Linked DNA regions of Capra hircus: region 1 is linked to region 2. The links are chromatin contacts, called in public Hi-C maps. All regions are on one chromosome and are shown on one strand. The core of a region is the stretch at or near the end of the contact, and the rest is flanking DNA. Distances in the headings are between cores, read along the strand shown.

Region 1 (3,107 bases), core at 176-2,675, 88 kb after region 2:
CTTAAATGCTTAACATGTAGGATCAATATTAGATGTAAAAAATCTACCTGAGTAATTGGCCTATGATAGTGTTCGATAAATCATAGCTACTATTATTATTATTATAACTAGGCTTCAGAATATCTTGTGTCAACTCCTCTTTCTATTGTAAAAACCAAACTGTGTTTCCAACTGATTTATAATCCTGGCTCCCTTTTCCCAAAATACTATTTTGAAATACGAGCATAAACAGATGCAATTCTAATTCTGAAATACTTCTGAACAATTCAACTCAAACACCTTCACGGTACCTAGAAAACACCTGTTGCTACTTGAATGAGGACTACCACTCCATGCTCCTTCAGGACGGCTGGGTTTTGCGGACATAAATGTATACAGAGAGGATGGGAGCCTGAAGGCTCAAGTGTTGACACTTTGAAAGGGCTTTAACCAAGCACAGGAGGAGCCAAGGAGACTCCAGAGAGATTCTGATTATCCTTACTGCCACCATGGACGGCAGTGAATCTGATGGGGCTCTATTTTCTCAAGCCTGACTGGGATGGGGAAAAGAGAATTCTTCAACCTTCTCCTTCCGCTGAGGACCCAGGCTGCTCCCTCCCTGAAAGACTATCGTAGACCAAAGCTCTCAGCTAGACCTTGGCCTTAAACCTCAAGTCCACACTCCCCAAGTACAGCCATTCCACCAGCCTCACGAAGTAGAAACTGAGTAAGCAGAGTGGGAGGGTTAGGGAGGGTGCCCAGGATACACGCTAAACGGAGGGTGGAAGGCTCGCTGCAGCAGTTCTCACTGGGAAATCAGGGGAATTCACACCTCCCTTCTGTGCCTCACAGCAGGATGAAGAAAGAAGAAATTTAAGTTACCAGAAAGTAGCCTAGGAGTGATTAACATTTTAATTTTAATCTAAATATAAATTTGGAGGGAGAGGGCAAAATGGGTGAAGCGGGTCAAAAGAGACAAACTTCCAATTACAAAATAAGTCAGTCCTGGGGATGCAATATACAGCTTGGTGAATATAGTTAATACTTAGGTATCTGAAAGTTGCTCAGAGAGTAAATATTAACAAGTTCTCAACATAAGAAAGAAAAAGAAAAATGTTAACTAGACTTACAGTGATGATCATTCTGCAACATGTATAAATAGCAAATCTTTATGTTGTACACTTGACACTAATAATGTTGTTACATCAATTATATCTCAATTTTAAATATAAAACCTTCTTTTCCTCTTCTCCTCTATCTGCAACCCTTCATGTTCCTCTCTTCCATCCCTGTGCTCCTGTGTGTTTCCTAGGGCTACCATGACAAATTACTACAAACTTAGGGGCTTCAAACAATAGAAACATATTCTCTCACAGTGCTGGAGGCTAGAAGTCCACAGTCAAGGTGTGGGCAGCACCATGCTCCCTCTGAAGGCTGCAGCGGAGGGTGCCACCTGGCCTCCAACCAGCCCCTGGCGCCCCCAGCAATCTGGCGCTCCTTGGCTTGTGACTGTGCTGCCCCACCTCCTGCCGTGGCGTCACACAGCCTTCTCTGAATCTACCATGTCTTCTGCCCCCCTCATACGGACACCAGTCACTGGACCCAGGGCCCACGTGAATCTGACATGACTCCACCTTAATATAACTACCTCCCTCCAGAGAGATCCTAGTCCCAAGCAAGGTTATGCTCTGAGGTTACAGGTGGACCTTAATGGGGGGGTTGGAGGGGTACTATTCAACCCACTACAGCTCCCAAATTAAAATAAGCCGCCACCACCAGAATACGGGGCAATGTGAAGAGTGCGACAATCTACAGAACACAGAACTACAGAACTTTAGATTACAAAACTGCTAGCAGGTCCATGCCTGCTAAATCTGAATTAAGAATAATGGAGGTTCTGCCTTTCTTTCACCTATAGGAAAGTGACGTCTTGGAAAACATCAAGAGTCTCAACCAAAAGAGCATTAAAACACAGAGCCCACTGATCTTGACACACTGTGATGTGTGCTATCAGGTATAGAAGAACATTCACATGTTTTCAAGAGTGAAGTACTGCGACTCCACTGAAAGTGGCTGATTCATGTTGATGTTTGGCAGAAACCAACAAAATGCTGTAAAGCAATTATCTTTCAATTAAAAAATAAATACATTTTTAAAAAGAGTGAAGTAGCAAAAATATGTGAAACAGAGGAGGAAAATTTTCAGTTAGAAAGTCTGTAATTATTTGAGGATGGGAATTAGACCATAAGTCTCAGAAGACCAAAGTTCCTTTTTTAAAAAGTTATCTTAGGTTTCTAAACACTCTCTCCTCCAAATTATCCTTTTCTAACAATGACATAAGCCTACATGGAAACATTATATATTACAGATTTTTTTTTTTTTTGGTGTTTTTAACCAAGGTATTATTTTAGCTATGTGGGGAAAAAAACTCAAGATCAGTTTAAAGACATGTGCACTCCCTCTGCTGGCTCTAAATTTAAAGAAAATTCTCAATGGCTGCAAGAGCCAAGTTATTAATTTCACTAGACATCCAAAACACAAGAAAAAACACGATGCGAATTCTCCCACACATGCACACTCAAAAGTCTTCACAGAAATAAATAAGAAATTACAAAACACATACTGAAAACTGTCAAAGGCATCTGCTGGAATTATTATGGGTTTCCTTTTCCAAAGGAAAGCTAATGCATTTTGTTTGTGTGTGGCAGGGGCCACTTCCCACCTTGGCCTTTCCCCCTACAAGTGAGCCACAGCTTCCCTGCTCTAAGCTCACCTCTTCATTGCAGAATGGGGGTGCATTTGGATACCCAGGCATGGTGAGCCCCCAGATGATAAGCTGGCTTCTTCACTACACACAATCATGAGAGGACCAAATGAGTGCAAGTACCACAGGCCACCAGAAAACTTCATCTACTTGACTTTGTACCGTTATCTCATAGTAGGGACTGACATGCTGCAGAGAAAAAGTCTCAAGATTAAAATATCCCAAAAAGGTCCAAGTGAAAACACACATTCTGAGGGGGGTGCGAAGCCCAGCTTGAAGCATACTCCATACATTTGTATTTCATCAGAAAGGAGTGATACATCACAATATTCTACAGATGCTTGCTATTTTACTTCTTTTTCCA
Region 2 (3,345 bases), core at 117-2,616:
ATCAGCATAAAGATGACTATCCTCATCCGAATTTGGTCATTCTTGTTCGTGCTATAATGAAGACAGTGTTCTAATGCAAGACACGTTTATCCCTAATGCTAAAGTGCACAGCCATTACATTTATGCCAACTGGCTGTGAAGACAGATGGACCCCAAACAGATTAGATTAGATCAGGTGTCATAGAGAAGCTGCCTGAAACAAGTAAGTATTCCACCAATATTTACGAAGTGGGTAAATCACACATGCAGTTTTTTAAGGTGGCCAACGGAGGGAGGTAGGCTTCAATGTCAGCCAGGTCGGAGCTAGAATAGTGGCCTAGGCGTGTGTCCTGTGACCCTGGACAACTGAGCCAACTTCAGTTGCCCCTTTTATAAAATGAGAATAAAACCACCCTCTCTAACTCTAGGATCTTTGGGACAATTAAATGAAAGTATGCATGCAAGTTACTCATCCAGTGCCAAGCACAAAAGCAGCTCTCAACTGTCAAGATTCCACACACGGAAGCAGTGACATCGAAAAAGTTCACTTACTGTTTTCTGAGCATCATATGCTTTAAACCAGATGAGAGGGCGGCTCCTTTCAGGAAAAGATTTCAAACTTGTAAAAGTATTTCAAAGTGCCGTGCTGCTCAGGAGTAGCTGGTAATTTCCCAACTGTTGCTACCCTGTGTCCGCTCCAACCCCTTCCAACCCCTTCCAACCCATGTTTACCTTGTAAAGACTGTCCACTAACCCAGACACCAGCTGCATGTGCTTCCCCTGGAATACAGAGAGGGTTTTGTCTGGAAGCAACATGTGGTATCAATTTATCTTTCTCAGCAAGGGCAACAAGGAATCCACTGACTTTAAAAATAAAAAGGGAGTTGTGTAATTTAACTCTTAAAGGCCTCTACCTTACTCAGTCACTTCCTTTTTTTGGTTATCTCAAAATGAGTTATGGTTGTCAACTCTCAAGCCAGACCCACTGATGTCCACCAAGCAGACTGCAGGCAGTGCCCTGGTCCTCATGAGAGATTTCAGTGGGGATGATCTATAAAGGACTGCTTTTAAATCCAGTGCTCATCTATGCTGCACACAGGACCAGTATTTCAAGTAGGTGTCCTTGCTTTGACTTGTCACTGATAGTTCAGAATGGGACTGCCAAAGACCTGAATTCTAAAATATGTAACTGCTGAACAGTTGACAAAGGTCATGTGAAAAACCCAGTGGAGACCCAGGGAGCTGTGCACCACAGCACAACAACGCAGAGACAGGTTCGGGAGAGATGCAGCCTTTGACTTTTGATGATAGGCTCTTTCAGAGGCAGTTCTCTGGATGATGCCCTGATTTCTCTTAGGTATCAGTTCTCCACCCTGGCTGCCTCTTCCAATCAGCTGCGGAGGCTTTAAGCACTCAGTCGTGGAGACTGGTGTGAGTAAGCCTCGGGGAGGCACAATATGAAAGCTCCCCAGATTATCAGCTCAGAGCTGAGAGTCCCTGGAATTTCCCCCTTACGTTTCTGCTGGCTGAGACTCTAAGCTAAAGATTCCTAGTCTCCCCAGGTCTGATGACACAGCACAGCAGATGTTCTTTAAGCCCAAGTTTCCACCATTTAGAAGATAGGATGAGAATCGGGCTCACAGATTAAAGCTGTGTTTATACGCAGGGAGTAAAACGGAGAGTTAGAGCGATCTATCAGATCACTGGAGTCCAGATAGGGTTTCTTCCTAAAAAAAAAAAAAAAAAAAAAAAGGTGGGGGGAGGAGTTGAGAGGGAAGGGTCCTTGACCTTGCACTGCCTTGTGGACAGTCATCCATCCTGCCCTGTGCCACTTCTCCACCCGGCATGGATAAGCATGGACAGAAAAGGGGCAAGAGGACTTTCCCAAAGGTAGTAACTGATACAGGCCACAGAAGGGATGGGCTGGGACTGTAATTGATCCCTGTAATTCTCAGAGCTCTCCCTGAATTAGCAATGCAACCTCACATAATCCCTTTTATAAGAGACTGTCCTTCAAATGAAATGCCAAAGATAGACTGCATAAAAATAACCACTGAAAAGGCCGTACCCCAATCCTGAGATATTTATTAGCTTCCATTGTTAAGAATACAGCAAAGTATTACTTAATGAACTCCCTTGAGATCCAAAGCACATGATTTTAAGCAGATCATCTCAAGAACATTAATAACAACCACACCGTTTCTCCTTCCTCGACTGTAGGAAACACGACGTCGCTGCACTTGGTGCAAAGACCCTGGATGGAGGGAGGTGGGGAGTGGACACTGCAAAGGGCCAAGAAGGGCCCATGTGAGGGAGAAGAGTGAGGGCTGGGCCTTCTCATTAGACAGTAGACATTTAGCTGGCTTGCCTTTGTCTACTACATTTTATGGACTTTGGGGCTAATTTGTTCAAAAGCAAGTACACAAAGTATGACAGCATAAAACAGACTTGAATTCAGAGCCATTGTTTCTGACTATATGGAATACCAACTATAATAGCCTTTCAGACACAAAAGAAAAACATTCATATAAAGGATTGCATAATCAACCCTGATGTGTAAGACAAGTTCCAGGCTAGTTCCACTCTTACCTTTGTCTAAAACACTAAAAGTTTAAGCCATTAAAGGACTTATTTTTAAAAGATGATGTTCTAAAATAAACATTGTCGGGAATTTGTCTGAAGGATTAAATTTCCAGCTAGAAACAAGATTTCCGTTAAATCTGCTGACAATCCTCTACCCATAGAGATCTTTGGAAAACTAACATTTGTTTCAAGTTTTCACACAGTAAGCAGTAGGTTCCGGTTCCTTGTTTGGAGGAATAAAATAATAACAACCTGGTGATCAGTAAAATGAACCCATTTCTTACCCAAGACAAATGAGACACATGAAGCTTTCTTGGGAAAAGAAAGGCTTGGCAGACAATTTGCTCTTCCCCTCAACTGAACAAGAAATCCTAGATGGGAAGAAATTTCTCTTAAAGAGCTACTACGCTATTACAGACAGTTTTGTTGGGTTTTCCAGTGTGGGTTTTATTTTCATATTAATTTTTATTTTTTTCATTTAGCAATTTTTTTTCAAGCCCTTCCACAGCTGTTTCTGCTCTTGGAGGGCAAGAGGGAACATTCCATTCCTCCCAGCCAAACCTGTACTTCCGGCACACAGAGAACCCTGGCAGCCTCGCACCCTCTGCCCACACCCACTCCCCTCAGCAGCCTCCCCACCCCCAAACCCCTCCGGCTTCCGCACGTCCTCCTTCCCACCCCCGAGGAAGCAGCAACTAATGCATGCAGTCAAAGGAAAGACAATCTCCAGAAAGCAGGTTAAAGCTGCAGCATTTGGCCACCCCTGCCCTCCTGGCTCCAGGT

Evidence for each region. Hi-C and Micro-C count contacts between places; a contact is called where the count stands out from the background.
Region 1: a contact with region 2 is called in a Hi-C map of blood, with 3 times the contacts expected there. The contact joins two enhancer-like sites. A contact is called at or near these places in 2 of 5 Hi-C or Micro-C datasets (both in blood).

Annotation. Positions count from the first base shown.
Region 1 is chr9:28,905,491-28,908,597 of ARS1.2, forward strand. The region is part of intron 1 of FOXO3 (forkhead box protein O3); the gene reads right to left. Among named protein-coding and RNA genes, the nearest start is that of FOXO3, 9.0 kb to the right of the region's middle. Within about 2 kb of position 1,426, at least 2 of the 5 cell types and tissues checked have an H3K27ac peak or open chromatin away from gene starts, as enhancers often do.
Region 2 is chr9:28,817,710-28,821,054 of ARS1.2, forward strand. The region is part of intron 1 of FOXO3 (forkhead box protein O3); the gene reads right to left. Among named protein-coding and RNA genes, the nearest start is that of FOXO3, 97 kb to the right of the region's middle. Within about 2 kb of position 1,367, at least 3 of the 5 cell types and tissues checked have an H3K27ac peak or open chromatin away from gene starts, as enhancers often do.